Regions from separate parts of the Zea mays genome. Here region 1 is linked to region 2. The links are chromatin contacts, called in public Hi-C maps. All regions are on one chromosome and are shown on one strand. Each heading gives the region's core, a stretch centred on a gene start, on an enhancer-like site or on the middle of the called end of the contact. The rest is flanking DNA. Distances are from core to core; before and after follow the strand shown.

Region 1 (7,859 bases), core at 4,793-7,292, 170 kb before region 2:
ATGCGGATGCTGGCTGGGGTGCTACAGATCGGCCTAAGTGGCCTGAGGCCTGAGGCCCTCCCTTGGTCCAGAATAAGAGTTTTCGGTAGATAGCCCATCTAAACGAGTACGGAAGGCCGAGCTTCGAGCTAGGCTCCCAGTAGAACGGAGCGCACACCGCACGCAACGCAACTGCCTGTCGCAGCGCAGGCTCGCGGCGGCATTGCCTTACCACCCTTCTACGGTCGTTGCTCGGCGCAAGGACGTCTGTCGCCTGTCTTCCAAGTTGGAACAATTGGCGGCCGGGGTTAAGTCTTGTGCAGAGAGATCACGGTTGAAACAAGGTGCCGTTTGGTTCCTAAAATGTAACGTAAATGGTAACGGTAATGGTTTGCATTCGATTACCAGCGGTAACAATTTTGAATAGACTGATATCAATTTCTAGTGTGGTATCTGATTACGATTGGACTTAAACAAACATGATTTAACGTTATTTGTTACCTGTTACATTACAAACATATAAACCAAACAGCACCCAAGTTTCTGCAATAACTCCGTTGGGAATTTTCCGCCTCTTTTCTGCACACACACACACAAGGACATCTTCGAGGCTTCCGTTTAGGTACGAACTCGTTAGACAAGTAAAGATTACTCATCAGACCATGCTCAAACAGAGTTACAAGGCGAGGGTGCCTCTCCAGAATCCTCACAGCAAACAACCTTGAACTCCGAGCGTGCAGCAGTAGATGACCGTGCGTAGTGGTGGTCTGGTGGAGAAGCAACACCGTCTCGTGGTTGTGGTGGTGGACAATCAATCACGCAGCAATCCAACAGGAACAACAACAAGCTACAAGGCCGTTTTCTGCCGCTGGAGCCATTCCTGGATGGCAGAACGAAGCGCGCGATTGGGAACGAGCTCGTCGTGTTCTAGTGGCATGTTGGTCATTGGAGACGTGTCGTGGCCACTGTCAAGCCAGCTCCTGATGGCCTCGGCTTCGTAGGTGAACCCGTCAGCTGCGATACGTGGATCGCTCATGACATCCTGAGATAAAGACAGCGGAAGTAATGGTTAGTCATCGGGGTACAAAATGTTCACGTGTTCCTTGTATTTCCACAGAACAAAAGGCAGACGACACATTCAGTATTATACTCAATAATGCTTCTGTTCTTCATCATTGAGTCAAAAATTAATCTAGATGAAGGTGCAAAACGTCTCTGTTGTACTCACCTGAGATATAGGGCAAATGAAATATGACGGTGTGTTATTTTCATCCGACACTGGTCTAGAAGATGAGGCTGAAGGTACTGTTGTAGCATCCTTCATCGCCTCATCCACTGCCCACACCACGGCTGAAAGATCAGGACGGTGCCTCCGGCTCATCTCTGTGCAACTAAGAGCAAGGAGTGCTAACTGCTGGACGTGCAAAGCAGGCCAGTCTCCTGCCAAGGTATCAACTACTGAGTTCAGGTCGCCTTTCTCCATGGCATCCTCCACAATCTTCTTTATGCCATCAGGAGGCCTTCCTGTCAAAAGGCGCAAGACCACAATCCCAAAAGAATAGATATCGGACTGACATGTGAGCTCTCCAGTGGCAAAAAATTCTGGGTCCATGTACTGAAAGGTTCCCATAGGATGCATGGTGTGATACATGGTGGTGTTGTTGCTGCTGGACTGGATCAGGTGGCGAGAGATACCGAAGTCACTAAGCTTACTGACTAAATTCACATCAAGAAGGATGTTGGCAGGTTTCAGATCTCCATGAACAACTGGGTGCGGTTTATTCTTGTGTAGAAAGGTCAGTGCTGAACAGATCTCAGAAATTATCCGCACACGAATTTGCCATGGTAGAGTCTGCCTTTTTTCTGCACACATGAGAAAGTCTTCAAGGCTTCCATTTGATAAGAACTCATATACAAGTGTAGACACCTCTGAGCAAGCTCCCAACAGAGTTACAAGGTGAGGGTGCCTCACTCTACTCAGGATAGCAACCTGCAGTAGGAGTCCAAAAAAGCCATACATTATTTCATTCATGGGCATTGTGTTTTCAAAGTTTTTTTTAATAGATTCAGCTGTAAGCTTCAAAGGAGCTACAGAACCAGCACTTTTTTAGTTGAAAAAGACAGTTAGATTTCAGAATGGGTCTAGTTGGCCTACCTCTTGCTCGAACTGTGATTGTCCCTGTAAACCATCAGATTTCAACACTTTTATTGCAACCGTCATGTTCCGGAGGGTACCTCTGTACACACACCCGAACCCACCTTCTCCTATCTTAAGCAAACTACTGAAATTGTCAGTAGCATGCTCCAGTTCAGATGATGAAAACTCACAGTGCATTGCTGTAACCAACACTGAAAGCATCTGGCTTCTTTTCTGACGTAACTCTTGAACCTCATGGACAGCATGATTCCTCTCGTGTAGCAAGCGATCATGCTCTGATAGAATATGTTCATATTGTCCTCTGGATTCAGAGAGCTGACCTTGCAGATGCTCATTATCGATGTTTGCCTTCAGAAGTTTTTCCATAACCTCATCGTGTTGTTTCTTAAGTCGCTCCAACTCTTGCTGTACTCCTGAAAGATATTCCTCCATTGTTCTAGCCTGCAGATTTTTTTATTGGTCGCTTATTCATATTATTGAGATAAGATAATCTATAGCTTCAGTAACATCAACAGCCAACAAACTTTGTCAAGATAACCTGCTAATATGTTGGGGGTTTTTTGGATAAAAATATGTTCATAAGACTGTCGTAGCATTGAACTGTGAATATAGTGGCAGTGATCTGTTCCAAGCTTAGAAAGAGCATCGTTAGTCATAAGAGAATATCTTTGTTCTGTTACTCCAGATGAGAAATTGTCTCGAATATTGCAGGATAGCTACATATCATTGCACTAAATATATCAGATTACTAAATCCACCCACCAGCCATATACAGCACTAGCACTACTGTAAAACAAAGAAAAACAGTAAAACACACAACCTTAAACCCTCTACATGATAATATTATTGGGAAAATAAAAGAATGGATGGTACCTCTATCCAGAGTATAACTTTAAGCCACAAAAGATAATTACAATGGTAATAGTTTTAAGTGAATCATAGCTAAAAATTTACCATTCGTTCAGATTCAATACGCTTCAAACGCTCATCAGAAGCTTCCTTCTTGAGTATTGCAGCTTGTTCTGTTGCTTTTCGAAATTTAAGAAGGTTATTTTCTGATTGGAAATTTCCCTGAAAAGACAATTAAAATATTATCATTTAGTATAGTGCAATTTAATTGGAACATTGCATCCTTCCTAAAAATAGCTTTCACTTTAACTCCATATGTGAATGTTGCCCCTCGGTTACTATTTGTAGACCTACTTAAACTTAGGGCATGGCGGAGTAAAGGTAAGGGCATGAAACAATCAATTGTGCATTAAAACACATTGCCATGCAATCACCATTTGTGCATCATTTAGACATAAGCTTGAGCACATCAGAAACAGATAAATAGAAGTATATGTGGATGGAGCTGGGTGTTCGAAAATACAAGTGACAAGGTACAGATTTATTATCCCAATAGAGGCTGTGTAAGGTTTTTAAGTGCTCCTTCTTAAGTTGCACGTTGCTAGTAAAAGTACAGTTTCTGTGTTATCCACATGTGTTGCACAAAGGATTTCTAGCCACAGTAAACCAGAAAAGCAAGACATGTAGTATGCAAAAATAATACAAACAAGCAATCGTGGAAATGGAAGACTCTTCTGAAGAGAGGAACTAGACTTGCCAACATATCTTTCAAGTCCTCAAGCTCAACATCACCCCCATTAGCCCTCTTAATGCATGCTGCACATCTTATTCGACCAAAAACAATGTCAATTTAGGTTATCTCACGATTCAAGAAGGGCGGAAGAGAACTGGAAAGCTACCTTCTTAAGCCATCAAGAACCTCCAGATTATTTGGGTCGTACGTCAAACCCTCTAGGTAAGTTGCCATAGCATTTTCATAATTTTCCATCAGGAACTGAACTTTAGCTTTACGCACGTAGCCCTTTATAAAAGTTGGATCCAGTTCAACACATTTCTCTGCATCCTCAAGACCTTGAGGGAAAGCTCCCAGATAGATGTGGCATTGAGCTCTGTTGCTAAATGCCTGAAAGATCAGTGATAAGTAACAAAACTAATTGTTACAACCAGGAGTGCAAAAGAAAAAGGGGCCAGCTCCAGAACATGCCTTTACAGTGAACAATGAATGCCAAGTGTGACTGATTATAGATAGGGAAATTTGGATCCATACCATTAAAAGATCACCACTTTGGATCCATACCATTACTATCTCACTTACATGTGGGTCCACATGAGTCAATGACATGTGGGGTCCATGGTATATATCTAAAGTTTGGACCTTTTAATGGTATAGATCCAATTGTTCCTTATAGATAATGTTCTAGTTTTTTACCAATGCAAATCTAATTTATCAGCAAAGTTTCTAATGTCAGAAAAAGTACTAGTTTACTATGGGTCTGGAGTTACCGTTTCTTGAGAATGAAAATCAGAGGAATGACCAATATGCTTACTCTTGGATCCTTTGGGTTCATTTTCATAGCTCGTGTGTAGTGCGTTGCTGCTTCATGGTACTGCTTCTGCTTGAACAATTCGTTGCCTGCAGCGTTTGTACACAGTAAGTAGCAGTATATCACAATGGCGTATAACTATTTAGGAATTGGATATCTAATGATTAGAAAACAAAGTTTACTAGGAGAAGCATCTACTCGTCCCTTACTTTTGTGGTCTGTCGTTCATTCACATGGGAACCGCAGAGCGCAGAGTACATATACTTTGCAAAGTTCTAGGCCTTAAAAAAAGGGCGTACCCAGTGCCGTAGACTTACCGCACTGTGCGGGGTCTGGGAAAAGATATCTTTAAGCGTCAAGCCTTACCCGCATAATATGCAGAGGCTGAGGCTCGAACCCGGGACATTCGGGTTACAGACGATAGTAACTGAAACTTTCTGAGGGTATTTACTGTCGCCACAAAATGTCAAAATCTGTGTGCCCCTCGTGATTGATAAACAAATGCAGTCCACTAACATTGTCCTGTGTTGCACATGCCCCTACTCAACAAGTCAGCAATGCGTTAATCGAGCAACATCCAAACCTCTCTCGCGGTGTTGGTCGGCCGTCTCCTGATCCAATCGCTCCTGCTCCTCAAGCTCCTTCTTAACTACCACCGCCTTGTTGAGCTTCTCGTGCGTCTCCTCGCTGTAATGCTCGGTGAGCGATTGCTGCAGGGCCCTGATCGCCGGTGCGTAATCCCCGGAGCATGTCGCGAGCTCGAGCAGCGCCGACGCCTTCCGCAACAGCGCCTTCGCGATCAGCTTGTTGGCGGCGCTGAGGTCCCTGCCACGCTCCACCGCCCCCTCGCAGTCCCTCACGCACTCCTTATACTGAAAATGCCCCCACAATCGTCAGCCGCCGAGTCGGTTGCGAGGGTATGGAATGGGGGGGAGCCGAGAGGGCGTGGGAAACCTTGCCCATGTGGAAGTAGGCGGCGGCGCGGTTAGTGAGGAAGGAGATATCTCGGGGGTCGAGGAGCGCGCCGCGGGTGTAGTGCTCGACGGCCGTCTCGAGGAAGGACTTGCGGTATGCGTCGTTGCCGGCCTCCTTGGCGCGCCGCGCCTCCTCCGCCCGCTTGTCCTCCTCCATCGCGTGGCTCCCCAGCGGATGGACGACGCGATGGCGCTACGGCAACTGCGAGCGCATTTTTGGCCCTCCGCTGCTTGGGCGTGGCGGGTTGCGTGCCGCGGGCAGGCGGGCCGGCGGTGGCGACTATGGGGGAGCGGGGACGACTTGACGAGACTTGGCCACCTGGCCGATGCAGCCTGCAGGGAAATAATTGGAATTTTAGCACTGAATTCGTTGTATAGTTTTCTGCGTGATTTTATGAGTTTCATGCAAATTTTCGAAGCGGCAATAACGACAAATTAGCAAATCGGCCGGTGTAGGGGAGCATCTCCTTTTGTGCAGCGGTTTGATTTGCGTCTCTGCCAAGTGGGGCCCCAGCCAGGGTCGAAAGCGAGCCCCGCCTTCGCTGCCAACCGGTTCACTGCCGTTGAGGAATAAATTGTTTTTCCCCCGAAGGATAGGAATTTGACTTTATTTCATACAAAATCATCTAGGTTAACTACAATTGGAAATACAGTTTTTGATCGTAATCTTTTGTGTAAAGCACTATAGGTCGGTATCGGTTTGAGATAGGTCTTTATCTAACATGGCATGTCTATGTCCATAGTAGCTATAGTGTGTTGACGCTTTTTTGGAGCGCCAAATACTCAAGAAGAACCGGCGGCGGTGCTCTCTGGTCAGGGGCGGACGGTCCGCGGCCAGGGGCCGGACGGTCCACGACCTGGCGCAGGGGCTAGGGTTTCCTGCCTGACGGCCGGATGGTCCGCGTCCTGGGGCCTGACGGCCGGATGGTCCGCGTCCTGGGGCCGGACGGTCCGCGCGTGTGCAGGAGCGGCGGAAGATCGCCGGTGGCGCCTGGATCTCGCTCCCGGGAGGGACCCCGTCGGGGAGGAGAGATCCTAGGGGCTGTCTAGGCTCGGGCAGGCCGACCTAGACTCCTCTAATCGACGTAGAGTCGAGGAGAGGCGGAGAATTTGGGGATCGAGAGGCTAAACTAGAACTAGACTAGAACTACTCCTAATTGTACTGGAAATAAATGCGAATAGAAGTTGTATTGATTCGATTGATTGTTACAAATCGGCCGTAGACGGTAGACCTCTCTTTTTATAGAGGAGGGGGGCTGGACCCTTTACACGACTGGATTCCGAGCTAATCCGCAAATCTAGCCAACAAACATAGCACAAAACTCGGAACCCTAAACTGTTCTGCGCATGCGCGGACCGTCCGGCCCACAGGCGCGGACTGTCCGGACCGCGGACCGTCTGGCCTCAGGGCCGGACCGTCCGCCCGCTCAAAATGGAGCTCAACATATGCCCCCTGCCTTTTGGTGGAGCTGAGCAAACCAAAAGCAACTAACTCGATGTGATTACATCGGTTCTCTTAGGCATCTTGCCACATACTAGGATGGTACTGTTTGAGGAAACGCTTATTCAAAGCCTTAGGCAAGTCCTTTCCTTGTAATGTTTGTAGCAAATAGGCGTTGCCAGACATCACCTGTTTTACTTTATAAGGACCTTCCCAGCTTGGTGACCATTTCTCGAATTTCCGGTCTTTATTCCTTAGAGGCAGAATGGTCTTCCACACCAGGTCCCCTACTTGAAATGACTTTGCTTTGACCTTCTTGTTGTAGGCCCTGGCTACCATGATCTTGTCCTTTTCTATTGCTCCCAAAGCTATCATCCTCTTGTCGGTCACCTCATCAATATTATCAATCATTGAATCATAATAATCAGTAGCAGTTAGATCATTTTGTCTGGCGAACCTGACAGCATTCAAACTTATTTCCACAGGCAACACTGCTTCCTGCCCACAGACAAGCTCAAAAGGAGATACTTTAGTAGCACTATATTTAGATATCCTATGAGCCCATAAAGCTTCAGACAAAATCTTATGCCAATGTTTAGGATTATCAGATATTTTCTTTTTTATCAAATTAATCAATGTCCTATTGCTAGACTCGGCCTGACCATTGGCCTGAGCATAATATGGAGATGAATTAAGCAGCTTAATTTTGTATAATTCAGCAAATTCACGTACCTCCTTTGACATAAAAGAAGTACCTTGATCTGTAGTTAAGGTCTGGGGAATGCCGAATCTATGAATAATATGCTCAGTTATAAACTCGATCACCTCCTTGTGTGTCATGTTCTTTAGAGCAACGACTTCAGTCCATTTGGTGAAGTAGTCAGTGGCAACTAACACAAACCGATGCCCCTTTG
Region 2 (6,899 bases), core at 1,802-4,301:
CATAAATTTTAGACCATGATCTCATTAATCATTACGATACTTATTGATTATAAAAAGAATAAGTATATTGGAGATAAAACCCACGGGTAACCCGTGGGTACCCGCTAACCCGATGGGTACGGGTTTGGGCAAAATTTTAAACCCGTCACGGGTACGAGTTTTTTAATGGGTGTAAATATTTTTCACGGGTACGGGTTTGGGATAGCAAAACCCGACGGGTTTGTACCCGTTGCCATCTCTAGGTGTAGTCTTGTTTACCCAAACCCAACAGGGCAGGGCAACAGGAGGTTTTCATGTCGAAAGGTGCAAGACGACGGCAACCCCAGAAGGATAGATACCGCACTGACATGTCAGCTCTCCAGTGGACACAGTGTGGCGAGAGAAGCCCAAGTCACCAAAGCTTATGTGCTGTTTGGTTCATAAATTTGTAACATAATAGGTAACTGATAACGTTAAATCATGTTTGTTTTAGTACAACCGTAATTAGATACCACACTAAAAAGTGATACCAGCCTATTCAAATTGTTACCGCCAGTAATCGAACGTAAACCATTACCATTTGGGTAATTTGCGTTACATTTCTTAACCCAAACAGCACCTGACTAAGCTAGCATCGAGCAGATAGAAGGATGTTTGCTGGCTTCAGACCACCATGAACAACTGGGTGTGGAACTAGGTGCGGCTAGCTAGCTAGCTAGGGCAGTAGAGTCCCTAAGTTCCCAGCAGCTAATAAAGAATAATTTCTGCTGGTAGAGATGTTCCACACCGGTCTCTCATCAGATTTTTTTTTAAAAAAAAAAGGTACGGCGACGGTGACGGTCCACTGATCTGGTGACGTGGACCTGCGGAGCGTCTCCTGCCGCCCGCAAGTCGCCGGCCATCTGTGACCTGCTGCGAGCATTACTGCCGTCACGTTTACGTTTCCGAAGAACCGACACGTGAGGAGGAGGAGGAGGCGTTCGTTGTTGGCGTTGGCGCGTCGGCCTCACCGACTCGTCTCCCCGCGCGCGCTGCAGCCTGCAGCAGCTGCGGCGCCCCTGCTGCCCTGCAGTAGGCGGCGTGTCAATTCTAAGCTCGAGCGTCCTCCGCGGGGGCAACGGCCGGCCTCGACGCAAACGCAACGCAACGCAACGCAGCAGGTTGGTTGCCAAGTCGTTCTCCGGCTACAGCGCTTAACCATCCCATTCCAGCGGGGAAGAGAAATAGAGAGAGAGAGAAGAAAAGGCAGGTTTGGCCGCTGCAGTCGCATTCATGTGGATAAGCGTTACATATATCCCCCCTTTGTTCCCTCCACTAACATGAATGGTAGCATTGAAGATGGGAGGCAAGGATTAAAGAAGCTGGAGAAAGCTTTAAACAAAGAAAAAGGAAAAAAAAGAAGAGGAGAGAGAGAGAGAGAGAGAGAGATGGCATCCATTCCATGGGGGCAAAGGAGGCAGTGGCACAAGCTGACACGACCGACACACGCCGATGGGTTAGCCTTACCAGAAGGAACCCCATCCGTCCAGTGCGGATCCACCACAGGACTGGTCGCGCTCGCGCTCGCGCGTACCTCTGATTGATTCCTGCCATGCCAGCCGATCCAATCACCCGTGCAAGAGAAAATCCGCTCCTTGCTTTGCCACAAACGACGCCGAGATCGTCATAACGATCGGTTAATGGCAAATCCTCCAAGTTTCCGTGTGCGGTCTTCCGGAACGAGACAAGCTTGTGGCCAAAACGAAACCCATGTCGCCCGTAGTTTTAGCTAGTAGCGGCTAGACTCTCTTTACAAACAACCGCGCACCCCCCGTTTGCCCCAACTCTTTACGAAAACACACGTTCTGGCCCTTCTGGGCGATGTACTAGCGCGCGTACGGAGACGCAACGCAAGCCTCAGGACGGCCGTGCTCGGCACTGGCATTTTAGTAGGGTAGTACAACCCTTGTACCTACACTACACATGCCGAACCGATGAGTGCAAGTGCGCGAAAAAGAAGCCATCGAGGATTCGAACCAGACGCAGAGATCTATAGGTCCATCTCCATTCGTTCAAAATCTTAACGAAATTTTGTCTGATTTCAAGCTGCGAGAAGAATACGTGACATGGGCGTGCAACGGAGTATACGTACATACTACAGAATTACAGACAGACAGACAGAAAGCATAATCCCCCAGCTCCGCGCGCACACACATTCCCTCCCTTGGCCCTTCCCCCGTCGCTGCCGACACTCCACTCCAGTCGCCCACCGCACCCGCGCTGCCGTGCTCCCCTAGCAACTGGCCCGATCCGCTGCTCCGCCTCCCACTCCCAACTACCGGGCGTAGAGATGGCAATGGGTAAATACCTACCGGGTATTACTACCTCATACCCATACCCGCGACACAAAAATAACCCCACCGGGTCACCCATATACCCTGATGGGTATGGATTTACCCCCATACCCATACCCATGTGGGTATGGGTCACCCATCGGGTCACCCGTACCCACAAAAATTAAACATCTATCAAAATATTATACTATACAAATGTCAAGTATATCCATATAATGATATAAATACCATTACAAAATTTTCTAGCATCATTTAACCATCCATTCAACACACCAAAGATAATTGGATAAAGTAGTAACACTAGGATAGTACTACATAGCACATTACATGTTCCATTATATAGCCATTAAATTGTCGTTAAGCCTTCTATGACATTATGGTCTAAAAGGTTGTCAAATAGTAAAAAAGATGGATTACTAAAGTACAAGTTCATGCTTGGGCTAAGTTTATATTGGGTATTTTATACCCATGGGTTAACGGGTATGAGTGAAGGCGGAACGTTCTAATACCCGTTTACCCATTGGGTGAAGATTTTTGCCCAATAACAGACCCACAGGTAGAATATTTAGCCCACATACATACCCTAATGGAGTAAATACCCATCGGGTATCGGGTCGCGGGTACCCATTGCCATCTCTAACCGGGCGCCACCCCGGCGCGGCTCCCCACGCCACGCGTCCGCTCTCTACCGGACCACGGGTGTCTCCGGGCCGCAGCGGATCCGGAGGGAGGTTGCCCCCCGGCCTTTCTGTGCTCGTTACTGCTCGCTCTCGCTCTCCCCTTCCGCCTCTTTTAGTGCTGCGCTGCCGATGCGGTGCCCAGCGAGCCAGGCACGGAGGAGGCGCGTGCTCTGCTCCACTCCACCGCCCCCCCCCCCCCCCCCCTGCGCCACTGACGCCGCTCGTTCGCGCAGGTACGTGCAGATCACTGGAGGCCTTCCATTTCTGTCTCCGCAGCTCCGCCCGCGAGCGCCGGCGCCGTTCTGCTTCTGACCGTGTTGCTGCTGTCAGTTTTGGTCTTCTGGCCAGCAGGGCAGGGGGGGAACCCGCGGGAGCGAGGCGCGCGAGCGAGCGAGCGGAGGGAGGAGGAGGATGATGCACGCCAAGTCGGAGTCGGACGTGACGAGCCTGGCGGCGTCGTCGCCGCCGCGGTCGCCGAAGCGGGGCGTTGCCGCGGCCGGCACCGGCGGCGGCGGCGGCGGCTACTACGTGCAGAGCCCGTCGCGGGAGTCGCACGACGGCGGCGGCGGCGGGTACAAGTCGTCGTCGATGCAGGCCACGCCGGTGTACAACAACAGCCCCAGCGAGTCGCCGTCGCACCCCTCCTACGGCCGCCACTCCCGCTCCTCCTCCGTCAGCCGCTTCTCCGGCGGCCTCCGCGGGGGCGGCGGCGGCGGGCGCAAGGTGCTCAACGACAAGGGCTGGCCCGAGTGCAGCGTCATCGAGGAGGAAGGGCCCTACGAGGGCCTCGGCGCCGGGGACAGCGGCCTCTCCCGCCGCTGCCAGATCGTGCTCGGCTTCCTCACCTTCGTCCTCCTCTTCACCGTCTTCTGCCTCGTCATCTGGGGCGCCGCCCGCCCGTACGAGCCCGAGGTCGTCGTCAAGGTATTTGTACTATAGTACACGATTAGTTACGCGTCCATCTCCATTCCCATCTGTAGATCGAGTAACTGACGCCTATAGTTACTAAATTTGACTCATGTCTCCCACGGTTCCAGCGGTAGGCGAGACATCATCCAGTTGGGGAAAGGTGGTTCAGTTAGACAGTGAAATGTTGGAAATTTAAAATTGCATAGCTGGGTTGTTTTAGTTTTGTTGCTGCTCACATATTGGTTACATGTGGTTACAAGTAAATTGTAAATCAGGAACCTAATCTTGCTCACATATTAGTCACATATTGGTTACTAGAGTAGATTGGTTCAAGGCTTCAAGTTATAGAAGTTCAACTGATGCTTTCTACTGAAAATAACAGACTGGTTAATTTGTGCTAACACTTCCCAGTTCATCTGAAAATTAAGCCAATCGTTTATTTTACTTCTGGTAGAATCTGAAATGAGAATAAATGGTGTTTGCTACAAATCCGTCTTTTAAAACCAACGAACCTCTCTCGCTTCTTTTTTTGGGTGCAGAGCCTGGTGATGGACGACTTCTACGCTGGTGAAGGCACAGACCACAGCGGCGTTCCGACCAAATTGGTCACGACGAACTGTTCGCTGCACGTATCGGTGTACAACCCTGCCACAATGTTTGGGATCCATGTCACCTCCGGCCCCATCCGTCTGATCTATTCAGAGATCTCAATAGCAGTCGGCCAGGTATTGTCCAGCATCCATGCATCGTTGCCTCACTTTGCTGCCTGCGTTAGTTTCACCCCTTCTAGCTGCGAGTGAAAGAAACATGATAACAGCTTGCTGCTAGTTTCTATGACAGCCATCGAATCTGACATGGCTACCTCCTGTGACCACGCAGGTCCGCAGGTACTACCAGCCGAGGAAGAGCCACCGGACGGTGACGGCGGTGATCCACGGCGAGAAGGTGCCGCTGTACGGCGCCGGGGGCGGCCTGACGCTGTCCACGAGCGCGGGCGGGGGGGCGGTGCCCCTGACGCTGGACTTCGACCTCACCTCCCGGGGCTACGTGATCGGCAGGCTCGTGCGGGTGACGCACAGGGCGCACGTGACGTGCCCCGTCGTCGTGGACGCCAGGAGGACCAAGCCTGTCAGGTTCTCCAAGAAGGCGTGCGCCGTGTACAAGGCCTGAGCTTGAGAGCTCGTGAAACCTGTGATCGACCGAGCGTTAGCAATGCGTGTTCTTGCAAAGATGTAGCTATTGTGTTGATGGTGAAGAACAATAAGCGCACACGTATGGTCTTGTCGATATATCGCGCTGTAAAGGCCTGTTGTTCTTGTGTGTGTATCCCTTTTTCAGGGCATGATCGTAGAGATGGAAGATGACTTACCATGACAATTTTCCTATACCTTTATAACTTCAAATTTTTTTATTCAGGGCTGTTATTCTTAGCAGACAAACCTATCACAATAATATACAAAAAACTGCAAGTACTCCAGCGACTCTCTCCAACTAGACATAGCGTCGTGAGGGCATGCACCACCGTTATCCATCACCGGCCGATGATCATGTCAGCTTCAGCTGGCTTTTGGCGCGGTTGGAGTGACACCGTTCACAGTAGTCCCAGAACAACGTAGTAGACCAAGCCGATGGGAAGAGCGATTAGCATGCCAAATATGACCCTGAGGAAGAAGAAGGAAAAAAAAGGATGGAAACATGTGAACCACAGCTACGTTTAATGGAGCAAGCAACCCTGCAAACCAACTGAAGAAAGGGGAGCTGCTTGTGTCCAGTCTTACCCGGTGGAAAGAATGGTGGCGTGCAGGCTGTACTCTCTGGCGAACACGAAGGGCACGATCCCCTGCGGCAGAGCAGCCTGCCCATCGCGCGCATGCATGGTGGTGGTAATGGCATTCATTATTTTGCTTTTTGGCTGGCGGCCCAATGCGTGTGTGTAAAAAAACCGAATGCTTCAAGGTCCCCTAGTCCTTACCTGAACGACGGCGACGCGCAGGAGCGTGCCGCGGAGGCCGACGGCGGCGGACGTGGCGGCCATGACGGCGGGGCCGAGGAAGAAGCGGATTGCCATGGTGACGGCCGCGACGGTGTTCCCGCAGGCGATGATCTTGGGCTGCAAGGCCATGAAGAGCCCTGCGCCGCAGCACAAGAATTGTTGCAGGACAGCACTACACGCTGAAGTAAGCTTAAATATAGACATGTTGCACTGGGAAGAGAAGAACTCACCTAAGCTAAACATGGCCATGCCTAGCCCTGCATCGGAGAGTATCGTGATGGAGTTCTTCACTATGGCTGGCATCGCGAAGTGGAATCTGCAGACAATGCAACATCTTTGTAAGCTAAACATGGCCATGCCTAGCCCTGCAAAGATGGAGTTATTTGAATGCAAGATGGATGCACCAGATTTAAAATGTACCCCTTTAAGCACAAGATATGTTCACTTCTGATGCAGAAAACGCAAATAATGCACTAGGCGACTGGCAGCTTGATTTTACCGGAACGAGATGAGAGACCAGGTGAGGCCGACGACGCTGGCGTACGTGTTGGGGTTGCGGATCAGCCGCCGCCATACCATCGTCACGATCAGCCGCATCATCACGCCGGCCGGCGCCGCCGCCTGCTGCTCTCCGGCGCCGCCATCTCTTCCGCAGGCGTCCTTCCGCTCGGCCTCCGTCGAGCCGGATTCCAGCTTGGCCAGAACGATGTCCTGCCCGGCGTCCGCCGGGTACCCCGTAACGACGCGCTCCCCCGGCCGCATCGCTGAAACAAACAGAACCCGCGTACGTACGGTGCGTGCAGGCGCTGACGACCATCACACCAGTGCTTGCACGTTTATGGATCACTGACCTCTCGGAGGCGCCTCGGAGGGGACGAGCCGGCGGGGATCCATGCCGCGGTGGATGTCGCCGCCGTGGAACACCGGCAAGCCGCGCACCTCCGACGTCGCGGACGCACCGGAGCTCCACTCGAACATGTGCGCGTCCCTGGGGTCGTTGCTGGG

The links. A called contact is a pair of places that touch in the nucleus more often than the background predicts.
Region 1: a contact with region 2 is called in a Hi-C map of ear, with 1.8 times the contacts expected there. The contact joins the promoter of LOC103639761 here to the promoter of LOC100191528 in region 2. A contact is called at or near these places in 5 of 25 Hi-C or Micro-C datasets (bundle sheath, ear, leaf and 2 more).

Annotation. Positions count from the first base shown.
Region 1 is chr9:18,536,825-18,544,683 of Zm-B73-REFERENCE-NAM-5.0, reverse strand. It overlaps LOC103639761 (U-box domain-containing protein 70), which reads right to left and starts at 6,042. Exons shown (of 9, transcript XM_020544180.2): 1 at 5,485-6,042; 2 at 5,114-5,402; 3 at 4,534-4,619; 4 at 3,886-4,109; 5 at 3,744-3,810; 6 at 3,092-3,208; 7 at 2,135-2,578; 8 at 1,208-1,969; 9 at 443-1,021. The coding sequence starts at 5,661. The coding sequence ends at 827.
Region 2 is chr9:18,361,595-18,368,493 of Zm-B73-REFERENCE-NAM-5.0, reverse strand. LOC100191528 (Late embryogenesis abundant protein group 2) reads left to right here and starts at 3,051. Exons shown (of 4, transcript NM_001308343.1): 1 at 3,051-3,225; 2 at 3,323-3,916; 3 at 4,441-4,626; 4 at 4,781-5,316. The coding sequence starts at 3,404. The coding sequence ends at 5,071. It overlaps LOC103638021 (probable auxin efflux carrier component 3b), which reads right to left. Exons shown (of 5, transcript XM_020544155.1): 1 at 6,394-6,899; 2 at 6,125-6,210; 3 at 5,874-6,031; 4 at 5,680-5,756; 5 at 5,414-5,562. The coding sequence ends at 5,493.